Regions from separate parts of the Mus musculus genome. Here region 2 is linked to region 1. A link is a contact called in public Hi-C data. All regions are on one chromosome and are shown on one strand. Each heading gives the region's core, a stretch centred on a gene start, on an enhancer-like site or on the middle of the called end of the contact. The rest is flanking DNA. Distances are from core to core; before and after follow the strand shown. Region 1 overlaps Slc30a9 (solute carrier family 30 (zinc transporter), member 9). Region 2 overlaps Grxcr1 (glutaredoxin, cysteine rich 1).

Region 1 (5,855 bases), core at 1,503-4,002:
TGCTGAGTGTAATAAAAATTTTAATTTAATTGTCTTTTTTTTTAATTTATTTATTTCATATATATAAGTACACTGTCACTGTCTTCAGACACACCAGAAGAGGGCATCGAATCCCATTACAAATGGTTGTGAACCATCATGTGGTTGCTGGGAATTGAACTCAGGACCTCTGGAAGAGCAGTCAGTGCTCTTAACCACTGAGCCAACTCTCCAGTCCCTAGTTTAATTGTCTTTTACTAGAATTACATTGTCTACTGACATTTTTTATTTTGGACTCTTTTTCAAGATTTGCCTAGGCCAAATTAGACCTTGTTAGATATCAGATAGACACCAAGTAATTGCTTGATTGAAAGATAATTTATATACTGAAGAGTTTGAGATTGACTTTTGAATAATTCAAATCACATGATAAAGTCAGGAATGGCTCATTAAGGAGCAGAGGCTTGCTAAGACATCCTTAAATTTTTAAGAGCATTCAGATGGTTTGAATTTTAGTAAAATTAGTTTTAATTTTACTAATGACAGCAGATGTGTGGCAAACAGCCAGAATTTGAGCTTAAAAACAAATGTCTAGAGGCATTCATGGATAGAATATCTGATTATTAGTGGAAATTATGGAGATTCTATATCAGCAATGTAGTGTGAGTTTATTAAGATGGTTGTGGTTTGTAAAATAAGTATTCATGCATGTGTTTGAGCCATTACTAACCTCCTTGTTTGTGCTTCAGAGCATTATATATATATAGTAACATCTAGACAGTTCAGAATGAGAATATTTACAAGTTTCCATCTGAGAGCAACTTATTTTATGTGCTTTGGGTAAATGATCATTGTGGGGAAAGTGGTGTTTCTGAAGCTTTTGACAGCAGATTTCAGTTTAGACAGAATTGCTATGAGCCTGAGACCAGCTTGTGCGTACCAGATCAGATCCTGTCTCAAACAGACAAAACAAAATAGCATGAAGCTCTAGCTTGCATTTCATAGACATTTAAGAGGGAGAAGACAGTAATAAGTAATTTATAGACAGGAATAAGTAATTTATAGAGATAATGGAGGGCTGAGGGAATTGTTAGATGATAAAGTGTTTGCCATCAAGTGTGAGCACTGGAGTTCCGACCCCCGGAACCCACATAAAGATAGATGCAGTAGAGCGTCTATGATCCCAGCATGCCTACAGTGAAATGGGAGGTAGAGATGGGAGAATTCAAGAAGCTCACAGGCCAGCTTGCTTGGCATATGCAGCAGCAAACAATAAGAAGGTAGAAGGAAGGATTAGCATCATGAATTGTCTTCTGACCTCCACATGATGCAAGTCTACTTTGCATCTACGGTCACATTAAAATGTGCACATATACCACACACAGACATCCCACACAGACATTAAAAGAGAGTGAGAGACAAAGACACAGAGAAAGAAAGACACAGGCACACACACACACAGAGCATATGCACATGGTGTTCAGAATTTGAGAAAAACAAGGTTCTTCAACTACAGTGACTTTGAACAAGTTGGGCATGTTGGCACATGCGTTAATCTCAGCACTTAGGAGACAGGCAGGATCTCTGTGAGTTTAAGGGCAGCCTGGTTTACACAGTAAGTTCCAGGACAGCTAGAGCTACTTAGTGAGACTTTCTCAAAAAAACCAAAACCAAACAAACCAGAAAAATTCATTACATTTGGACTATTGAGCAGGATAAAAAAATAAATAAAAACAAAAAGAACCCATTTAGATATCTTGTCTAGGGAAAGCAGATTGGAAAAACAGACCAAGAAACAATTTAACCTAAAAGCTGCCAAACAGAGAAGCCAGTTCCTGCTCATTTGAAATAATATTTATATCAACAGTATGCAGGAGGCCAAGGGACCGCTCCTTGGGAGTGATATCTTTGGAATCAGAAAAGGAAAACTGAATGTCCCCCTGGGATTTCATGCTGAGCTAAAGGTGAAATAAGCATGATATTACACATAAAGGTTGCTGTTACAAACCAGCCATTCAGAGTTAAAGAGCACTGTAAACATAGATATTTCTCTAAGTTGCAAAATAAACTCAGGGAAATCAGGATATGATAGAAAGGGCTGTGAAGAATAAGAAATGAATAAGTGATGTTGGTAAAATTAAGAATTGGTAATAGAAATAGCAAACATTTTGTCAAAATTTAGTATTAAAACTGTAATCCTGAGTGATAAGAAAAAATTTCTTGTTCTAGAGGAGAGTAGAAATACTAACTTTGCAGATGGCTGAAAATCTTACAGGGAATATCCTATGTACACTAAATTAAAGAGTAGAAATATAATTTTATAAATTCCAAACCAGTGGTAGGAGGATGGGACAAGCGGAACGTATGGGAAGTTGATTGACTCTAACGGATAGCAGGAAACGTGAAAGAAAAAAATAAAAGCAAGGAAAAAAGGACAGTACTCTGGGAACAGACAATAAGCTGGTCCAGGTGAACCACAGTCAAATGGTCATGTGTAATGCTGCGACGGATAATTAACACATCCATTCGCAGCGCAGTGGGAGCACAGACTCCGCTGTACTTTGGTCCTCTCTCTCATTTGCTCTAGGACTTTGTTCGTAGGATTTATTTTTTAACTGCACCAGCAGTTTTCCCCTTCCTTGAAATGAGGTCAACCCTTCCTTCATTCTGTTCTCAGCTTCTGCTGAAAACCCAGATGATATTCTGTGTTCCTGCCTCATCACTGCCCCATCCTCGTTCTTCCCCAGAAAGCGGCTTGTCACGAGCTTCCCGTGGCTTTCCTGTTGCTAATTGCTCAGTACTCACTGTGAGCCTTCTCTGTCTTCCTCAGTGTAAAATACGCAGATGCTGCTTATGAAGTCACATGTCATTGTAAGCATGGAGGCAGTATGTGCTTAACAGCGTGCACCGCACTAATAAAAATGTCTTAGGTTTCAGTCCTTTCTCCTTCCATTTCTAAAATATCACCTGTGCAGGTACAGGACCTTTCGCCTGTTTCCTTATGAAGAGGAAATTGTAGTTGTGTGACTTTGAGGGACATTAGAACCTCTCTGTGCTTCAGTTTCTTCAGGTAGAGATCATAAAACCAATGCCAAAATGGTTTTGTGGGAACTAAATCTAGCAGCGCAGGCTGGCTGCTGAGGACATGTGCTGGACTCACTGAGCTGTGATTAAAACATGCAATTCTAGTTGAATGAAGTCAAGTTGTAATAAAGAGAAATGTTTTAAGAGTGAATGAAGTTTTTATTATAAAATATACACATACATTGAAATATTTTTAAGTTAGAAAATAATCTTCTCTTTGGTAACATCCTTCTCACATTTGCATTTGCCATGTGAGTCTATGGCATTATTTTCAGCTTTAGCACCTTGGGTCTTTTTGTTGGTGTTTTGTTTTGTTTTGTTTTTAAAATGAGGCAGGGGTACTGAGGAGTTGAGAGCACTTACTGCTGTTGTAGAAGACTCCAGTGCCAGTACTGACAGCAGGAGCTTCACAACCTTAACCCCAGGGATCCAATGCCCTCTTCTGGTCTCCACGGACTCCTGCTGCACGTGGTACCCAGGCTCACACAGGCACACATAATTCAGAAATAAATCTTTTTAAAGGGGAGGTGAAAGGAACAACTTAGCATGCTTGTGTGCTCTAAATTGTTTAGTTTTGTCTATTTTTGAACTTTGTTGCAATAGATTTTTGTGTATTCTTTGTAGTTTGTCTCCTTTTTCATTAAGTTTTGTTGCTAGATTTATCCTGACTCTGTATTTGTGTGCTTTGGTGATTTTCACAAAGATAATTACAGCACAAACTATTGAGGCTGTTGTATGAATTAAAGAGTTGACACAACAGCAGTGTTTGGCTTAGAAGAGATAGCTAGCCATGGTGAGGTTTGCACTCACTGCTTATAAAAGGAAGGGATGTCACTGTTCTTTTGCTGATGGGCTTTTGATGGTTGCAGTTTTTAAAACAGAACACAGTGCTGCTGTGAATGCCATGTACAGTTGCCCTTGTGCAAGGATTTCTTATTCATTGACCTGGAAGACTTCGAGGATCATAGTTCTCTGATAGACATTTGTGCCTGTTCCCACCAACAGCCATATTCTCTCTCTTTGTACCGTTACCAAGATCAGGTGGTGTGGTTTTTCATTTTCCATAGTGTAATGGTTGTAAAATGCAATTCTTTAGTTTCATTTGAATTCCATTAATGAAATAATCACCTTTTCATAATCTAATGCTAATGCATATTTGTTTTTCTATGCAAGTTTGCTATAATGTTCATTTTAATGAACCTTTTCTTATTGATCTGGAGGAAGTTTTAAAATAGACTTGAAACAAATCATTTGTTAACTCTGTTGGAAGTAGTTTCTCCCAAATTGAGACTTTTCCTTCTTCCCTCTGAGCCTGGCGTGGTGGCACACACCTTTAATCCCAGCACTCGGGAGGCAGAGGCAGGTGGATTTCTGAGTTTGAGGCCAGCCTGGTCTACAGAGTGAGTTCCAGGACAGCCTGGGTTATATAGAGAAACTCTCTCGAAAAACAAAAAACAAACAAACAAAAACCCCAGTAGTCTCTGGTGTCTACATGGGGCATTCAAATGCATTGGTATTTGAATTTGTATTTCTAAGGGTTTTTTTTTTGGTTTGGTTTGGTTTGGTTTTGCTTAAGGTGGGAAGCAGGCACCTTTCTTTTTATCATTTACCTTTATTAGTGGTTTTGGGGATGTGAATGGAGGTGCATTTGTCTAACATCACTTAAGAGACTTGTCAGTGACTGTTGTCTCTAAAATGGTGAAAGAACCCTTGGTGCCTTGTTTCTCTATTTTGAATGCACCTCCACTCTGACCATCAATCTAGCACCTCACACTGCACTCTGACCATCAATCTAGCACCTCACACTCCACTCTGACCATCAGATCTGATACCTCACACTCCACTCTGACCATCAGATCTGACACCTCACACTCCACTCTGACCATCAGATCTGACACCTTACACTCCACTCTGACCATCAATCTAGCACCTCACACTCCACTCTGACCATCAGATCTGACACATCACAGGTTTGCTTCACTCTTTAGAACGAGTCCTTTTGTTGGTTTTCTGAAAGGCTATGGTGTGTGTGCTGATGCTGAGTTTTACTAAAAGCTTTGTCGTTAGTTCTTGAAATGATTCCATGCCTTTTCTCCTGTAGTATACTAATGAAGGGTAAGTAGCTTTTATGAAGTTTAACATGTTTATATGTTATATTTTATAGAATGAATTAAAATAGTTTGGGATAATATGATTGTTGTTATTCAATCCTTGAATAAAATAATAAGTTATAGTTTTATTTGAAAGCAACTCTTTAATATTAAGCTTGTTTTGATAAACTTTACAGTAGAAAATATAGGCGCAGAACTCAAAGCTCCACTTAAGCAAGACCCTCTCCAAGTAAGAGGTAAATATATTCTATTTAATGTGTGAGTATGTATAAATATACAGAATTTATGTGGAGGTATTTAACATTATTCTAAGCATATAGCTTGCTTTTATTTTAAATAGATTGGGCATAAATTTGTATTCTATTTACATGCTGCTTTATGCTGAAGTTTATTTTGCGTTTTGTGACAAGTACTTTTAAAGCTTAAAGAACCAAAACCATCAGTTTGCCTTATTACTTTTAGGAAAGTAACGTTATTAAGGAATGAGAGGCTAATCGTACCTTCAGCTGTAGTGTGTTTAATTCAGGCAGAGTTGACTGGTTTTGTCTTATTTTCTCCAAAGCAGCCAATTCGTGAAGTCAGTAGCTCTGTGGGATTCAGAGCACAGTGGTGTCAGACAATACAGAGCTCAGTTCGGCTCTCACATTTACTAGCTGTCTGATCTAAGGCAGTTAACTTACT
Region 2 (5,491 bases), core at 540-3,039, 730 kb after region 1:
TTTCTGACTCCTCTTCTTCATGAGCTTTGAGGGGAGATGTTAAACCCAGCCTTCAAGGCTGTTCTATAGTTATGAAATCTATATCTATTTATATCATATTATCTATCTATCCCTTTTTTTGTCTCCTAGGTTTCTACTTAATTATCATGAGAAGTCAGTATTTCCTGCCTAAGTTATAAGTTGATCTTCTCAAAGATGATCTTTTTTTTTTTTATTGTAGAAAGGATTTCTGGGCATGGAATTAACAACCCCCAAAGAATGGGTTTGATGATGGAAGCAAAGGAGAAGTGAATTAGACACAGGGGCTGGATAAACGGATTAGTTGCTGACACTGATTAAATGAGTCCTTTACTCTCATTTTCCCTTTCTGTTGTTAGTCATTGGTTATTAACTAATGTACAAAAACCTTATTTGACTTGACTTTTCTCTATCAGATTTTATCTATTTTTCAGAGAGGACTAGAATGTCTGCTCCTGGTCTTTCGGGTACTTTCTCTACTCAGTGATAACAACACAACAGGGGTCTAGGAGATCTAAAAAATGGTCCTGGCTCAGGGGCCCTGGTGTCCCCACCACTGTCCTTAACCCTGTGATGCAATCCTTGTGTTGTAAGCACCCCGGAAGCTCCCCCACTGCCCCTCTCTCAGGGCATCCACCTTTGAATTGTTCTAACTCTTAGGACTCTTCAACTTCATTGCCTCCCTGCCCAGGCTGGGAAAACACACTTGTGACAGTTACTCAGAAGCAAGGGAAGACCCATGGGTTTGGGGAACAAAGGCCCATTTTTTTTCCTTGTGAGAAAAAGAATAGAAGAAACAGATTACTCTCTAGTAGTATCTAAAATGATTAATGTGTTCACTTTTTCTCCTTTGGTAAGTAATGGCTGTGTGCCCTGGAGGAACATGGCCTGGTTTCAAATGAAGCCTATTTATTTACTTATTTATCTACTTATTTATTTGTAAAGAGAAGAGAGTTGTAGTGACTGTTTCCTATGATATTAATATCCTACTTTAAAACAAGCTTTTTGCCCAATGTTCAGCTAATTATAAGTGCCCTGTGAATACTGTTAATAGTTATATAATTTCTCTTTAAATTATACTTAAGGTACTCCTAAAATGCAGAGAGAAGGAGATATACTGCTTCCCTAGGGAAGAACACAGCAACCATTTATCCAGTACCAAATGATCAGCCACATACAAGTAATATTCAGAGTAAGCTAGGTGTATTTAGGAATATATGTACATATATGCACATGTACATATAAGTATGTATGTATATACCAAAAATTTTTTAAAAGGCCATGAATTTGAAAGAGAGGAGGGAGATATAGAGGGAATGAAAGGAAGAGAGAAATTATGAAATTATATTTTGTTATGAAAAAATTAAACTGTTTCTCTAAATGTATATTACTAATAAATTTTCCTGTTTTAAAAATAATGTTAATATTATGGGGGGGAAGAACTCCACTAAACAATGAAGGTTCAAAGATTAATAACACCGAATTCCTATTCTGAGAGAATGTTGGTTCATTCTTATGAAAAATATCACACGTTGGTATTGTAAAACATAATATGAACACAGGAGCTTTTAGGGGACAGAGGTAGGACATACTGACCCAACTGTGTAAATCTTAGTAATACTTGGTTGGCCCCAGACAGTGTCTTTTAGACCTGGGTCTGCATGGGAAGCAGCAGGCCACTGACCCATTTCTTGCCAGAAGGCATCGTCTCTGGGAGTCTCAGCAGCTATCTCTAAACTTGGCTCAGCTTCTGCCACAAGAACCGGTTTTCCTGAGGCCACTTCCTCTTTCTCACATCCTGCCTTGGCTCTGGCCCCTGCCATTGCTGTGGATGGCATGGCATTCCCTCTCCTGTCTACCTGGCCAAGTGTCTGCCAGTGTAGCCAGCCGCCCACACGCCTTGTGTCTCTGCTTTCCTTGTCACACCTGTCACCCCAGGCCTAGCCTGCATGTTCTGGATAGAGTCAAAGGCACTCTCTTCTGGCTTGATTTCTCATGTTTTTGTACACCAACCCAGAATTATTTTTTCCTCTTGGAAATGGTTTTAGCTCCAAACCACAGAGGACACTATTCGACAGGGCTTAAAACATACAGGATACGACATTTTACGGAGGAAGTTTGGAAGTAGCTGTTGCTAAGGCTATTTGGTGGGTTAATATGTGATAAAGAGCTGGGCTTTTTTCTGAGGTTGCATTTGCATTATAGTGGGGCAGGGGAGATCAGCGTGCTCTCTTGGGGTTCTCTCTCTCATTTATAAAACAATTTAAGAGTGAGCTCAAATGGAAGCTCAAGGACAGTCTCATTAGTGCTTAAAACAAAAACAAAAACAAAAACAAACAAACAAACAAAACAAACCAGGGAAGGCAAGCTGTGCACTTAAGCTGCTTCCTGGCAGAGGAGAATGGAAGAGAGGAAGATCAAAAACAAAGACAAAAAGACAAAAACCAAACACATGCCCTTTAAACTGTCATGGAGGTTAGAAACTTGACAAACGGCCACACAGAGGATGGGGAGAGAGGTTTTCGAGAAAGAGGAAGGAAGACCAGACAGTTAGGGGAAAGCCCTAAGTGTCAGGAAAAGCTGGCTAGAAGAGGAAGAGAGAAATTGGAAGTTATACTTTCCCAAATACTTTGTGAAAGCGGATACTGTTGATCTTACATAGCTGTGGTCCACAAGCTGCTACAATAGATGCGGGGATTTGGGGAAGAAGACTTATAGTTCTTAAGGACTAATGATCCCACCCATCTCTTTAGCTTGACTAACGTGAGCTTCCCTTCCAGGGCTGGTCTCTTACTCAAAGCAACTGAACCAGCCCAGATGGAATGTTAGGTCTTCACCAGGGCAGAGATTCGATTCTTTTGACCAGAAGTTTTTCCTTAGTGGTCCTTTTTATTATATTATACTTTGTGATCCTTAGTGTATGTATGTACTACAGAACAAATAAGGCACTGCCTTAGGGGTTTGAAAGCCCACACAAGATAAGAAATAGAAAGGTAGAGGGGCAAATAACAATATTCTGTCCAGGAGTTACTGTTTTATTAGGAAAAGAAAAGTCTAGAAACATCCTCAGTATTCTCCTCCTCCTCCTCCTCCTCCTGCTCCTCCTCCTTCTCCTCCTCTTCCTTCTCTTCCTCCTCCTCCTCCTCCTCCCCTCTCCTCCCTCTTCTCTCTCTTTCTCTCTCTTCCCTCCCTCGTCCTCTGTCTCTCATTCTTCTTCCATACATTACATGCCAACCACAATTTCCCCTCCATTCTTCTCAGTCCCTTCCCATACCTCCTTGCCCCCAGATCCATTCCTCTTGTTTCCCTTCAAAAATGAAGTGCAGGCCTCCCAGGGAGATATCACATTAGAATAAGACTAGATACAAACCTTCATATTAAAGCTGGATAAGGCAACACAGTAGGAGAAAAAGGGTCCTAACTGAAGGCAAAAGAGCTAGAGATAAGCCCTTCCTTCCACTGTAGGGATCCCCACAGGAACACCAAGCTACACAGCTATAATGTATGTAAGGGACATAGGTCAGACCCATATAGGCTCCCTCCTTGATTGTTGGTTCAGGTTCTGTGAACCAACTGAACCAACTGAACCAAGGGAGCCCTGATTAGTTGATTCTTTGGGCTGTGTTCTTGTGGTGTCCTTGACCTCTCTGAGTCCTACAATCAGTCCTTCTTCCCACTATTTTTGTGAAATTCCCTTGGTCCAGCTTAGTGCTTGACTCTGGGTCTCTGCATCTACTCCCAGCAGTAGCTGTGTGTATGTAGCCTCTCTGCTGAGGATTGGGTTAAGCACTGATGAGTATATAGGAATTTCATTAGGAATCATTTCGTTGCTTTTTTTTTTTTTTTTTTTTTTTTTTGCCATCCATGTGTTGGTATCTATCATCTAATCATTTTTCTCTCTCCATCTCCAGGCCCAGAGCTTTTTAACGGACAGGTTTGCGTCTTCTAATATTATAATTGTAGTGATTATATTACTGCATGCTGGAGCAAGCAGCTTCGACAGCACAATGCCCAGGGCTTTATCTCTTCCTGATGTAAATCAAAAACAAAGTAAGACCCCCAACCTCTGTGTCCATCCTTCCCACAGCTCCTTATTGTCCCCACTTGTCTCAGAAGCCTTTGCAGGCACTGGGCTGGAAGTCAGTTCACATCTGAGAACAATGCTTGAAAGCTCTCTGCATGCAGAGCCAGGCAGATTCATTCTCACAGAGGCCTTGAATAAACTCGTCAGGCTTGTCTGCTTCTGCTAGTCACAAACAACCTATTTTTTTTTTTCCGAATTACTTGAAAGCATACTACCACATTAGGAATAAGGAAAAAAACAACAACCCTTTTATAGAATGCCTGCGTTAGAAAGTATCTATTTTTTCATTTATTGAAACTAGATTTTTTTTTCTTATATAATGTATTTTGGAAAAGAGTTTTCCCTCCCTCTACTCCTCCCAGTTCCTCCCCACTTCTCCTCACATCTGGAGTCACATCCTTTCTGTCCCTCATTAGAAAACAGTTTTCTAAGGGATAATAATAAATAAATAAAATAAAAACATTGGAGTTGGGCAAGGCAACAGAAGGAAAATAGTCCAAGGGACTGTGAGGGCTCAACCCCAGGACAAATGGCTGCGGTGCTATTTAACATAAGAAAGTGTATCTGGGGGCCAGGTTCTCCCAACATCCCTCAATCCCTACCTGTTACAGGGTATGGCTGACATACCCTGCCCCTAACCTAAACTTCTCCCTTCCAGGGGCTGGGCTGCCCTTCCCCCAGCAGCCCTTCCCTATATTGCCCAGCTATTTCGGCTACCTGGCTTTTTCATTTACTCTTCACTGACTGATTCTCCCCTCCCAACTCTCTTCACATGGCCTGCCTCAGGGCCATGTTCACTCTGGGCTCTCCCAGAGGTGTCAATTTCTGGCTATGCTCTTCCTCATATCCCCAATAAACCTCCTCTACCAAACCCCGCAGCAGCTATGTGCTTCCTTTTCCATTTCTTTCTTCATTCAGGCACAAAAGTCAGAGACCCCCTGGTTCACATAGTTAGGAATCCCGTAAGAATACTAAACTGGAAGCCTGTCTCTCTCTCTCTCTCTCTCTCTCTCTCTCTATATATATATATATATATATATATATATATGTGTGTGTATGTGTGTGTGTGTGTGTGTGTACATATATATATGTACATATGTATATATATGTACAAATGTATATATGTGTGTTATATGCAGAGGACCTGGTGCAGACCCGTACAGGCCCTGTGATTGCTGTTTCAGTCTCTGAGAGTTCATGTGAGCACCGCTTAGTTATTTATAGGACTTGGTTCTCCTGGTGTCCCCCATCCCCTTTGGCTCCTCTGAACTCCTCAGGGAGTTCCCTAAGCTCTGAGGGGAGGGATTTGATGGAGACTTCCTATTCAGAGTTATGTGTCTAAATCTCTGTCCCTGTCTTTCTCTCTGTCTCTCTCCTTCTCTGTGTTTG

What was found. Hi-C and Micro-C count contacts between places; a contact is called where the count stands out from the background.
Region 2: a Hi-C map of the HPC-7 cell line shows a contact between it and region 1, with 2.3 times the contacts expected there. The contact joins two enhancer-like sites. A contact is called at or near these places in 1 of 39 promoter capture datasets (pre-B cells) and 1 of 484 Hi-C or Micro-C datasets (the HPC-7 cell line).

What each region holds. Positions count from the first base shown.
Region 1 is chr5:67,319,324-67,325,178 of GRCm38.p6, forward strand. Slc30a9 (solute carrier family 30 (zinc transporter), member 9) reads left to right here. Exons shown (of 18, transcript NM_178651.4): 3 at 5,351-5,410. Among named protein-coding and RNA genes, the nearest start is that of Slc30a9, 15 kb to the left of the region's middle. Within about 2 kb of position 2,753, at least 5 of the 459 cell types and tissues checked have an H3K27ac peak or open chromatin away from gene starts, as enhancers often do. A contact at or near this core is called in the HPC-7 cell line, where this site is marked.
Region 2 is chr5:68,047,157-68,052,647 of GRCm38.p6, forward strand. The region is part of intron 1 of Grxcr1 (glutaredoxin, cysteine rich 1); the gene reads left to right. Among named protein-coding and RNA genes, the nearest start is that of Grxcr1, 18 kb to the left of the region's middle. Within about 2 kb of position 1,790, at least 51 of the 459 cell types and tissues checked have an H3K27ac peak or open chromatin away from gene starts, as enhancers often do. A contact at or near this core is called in the HPC-7 cell line, where this site is marked.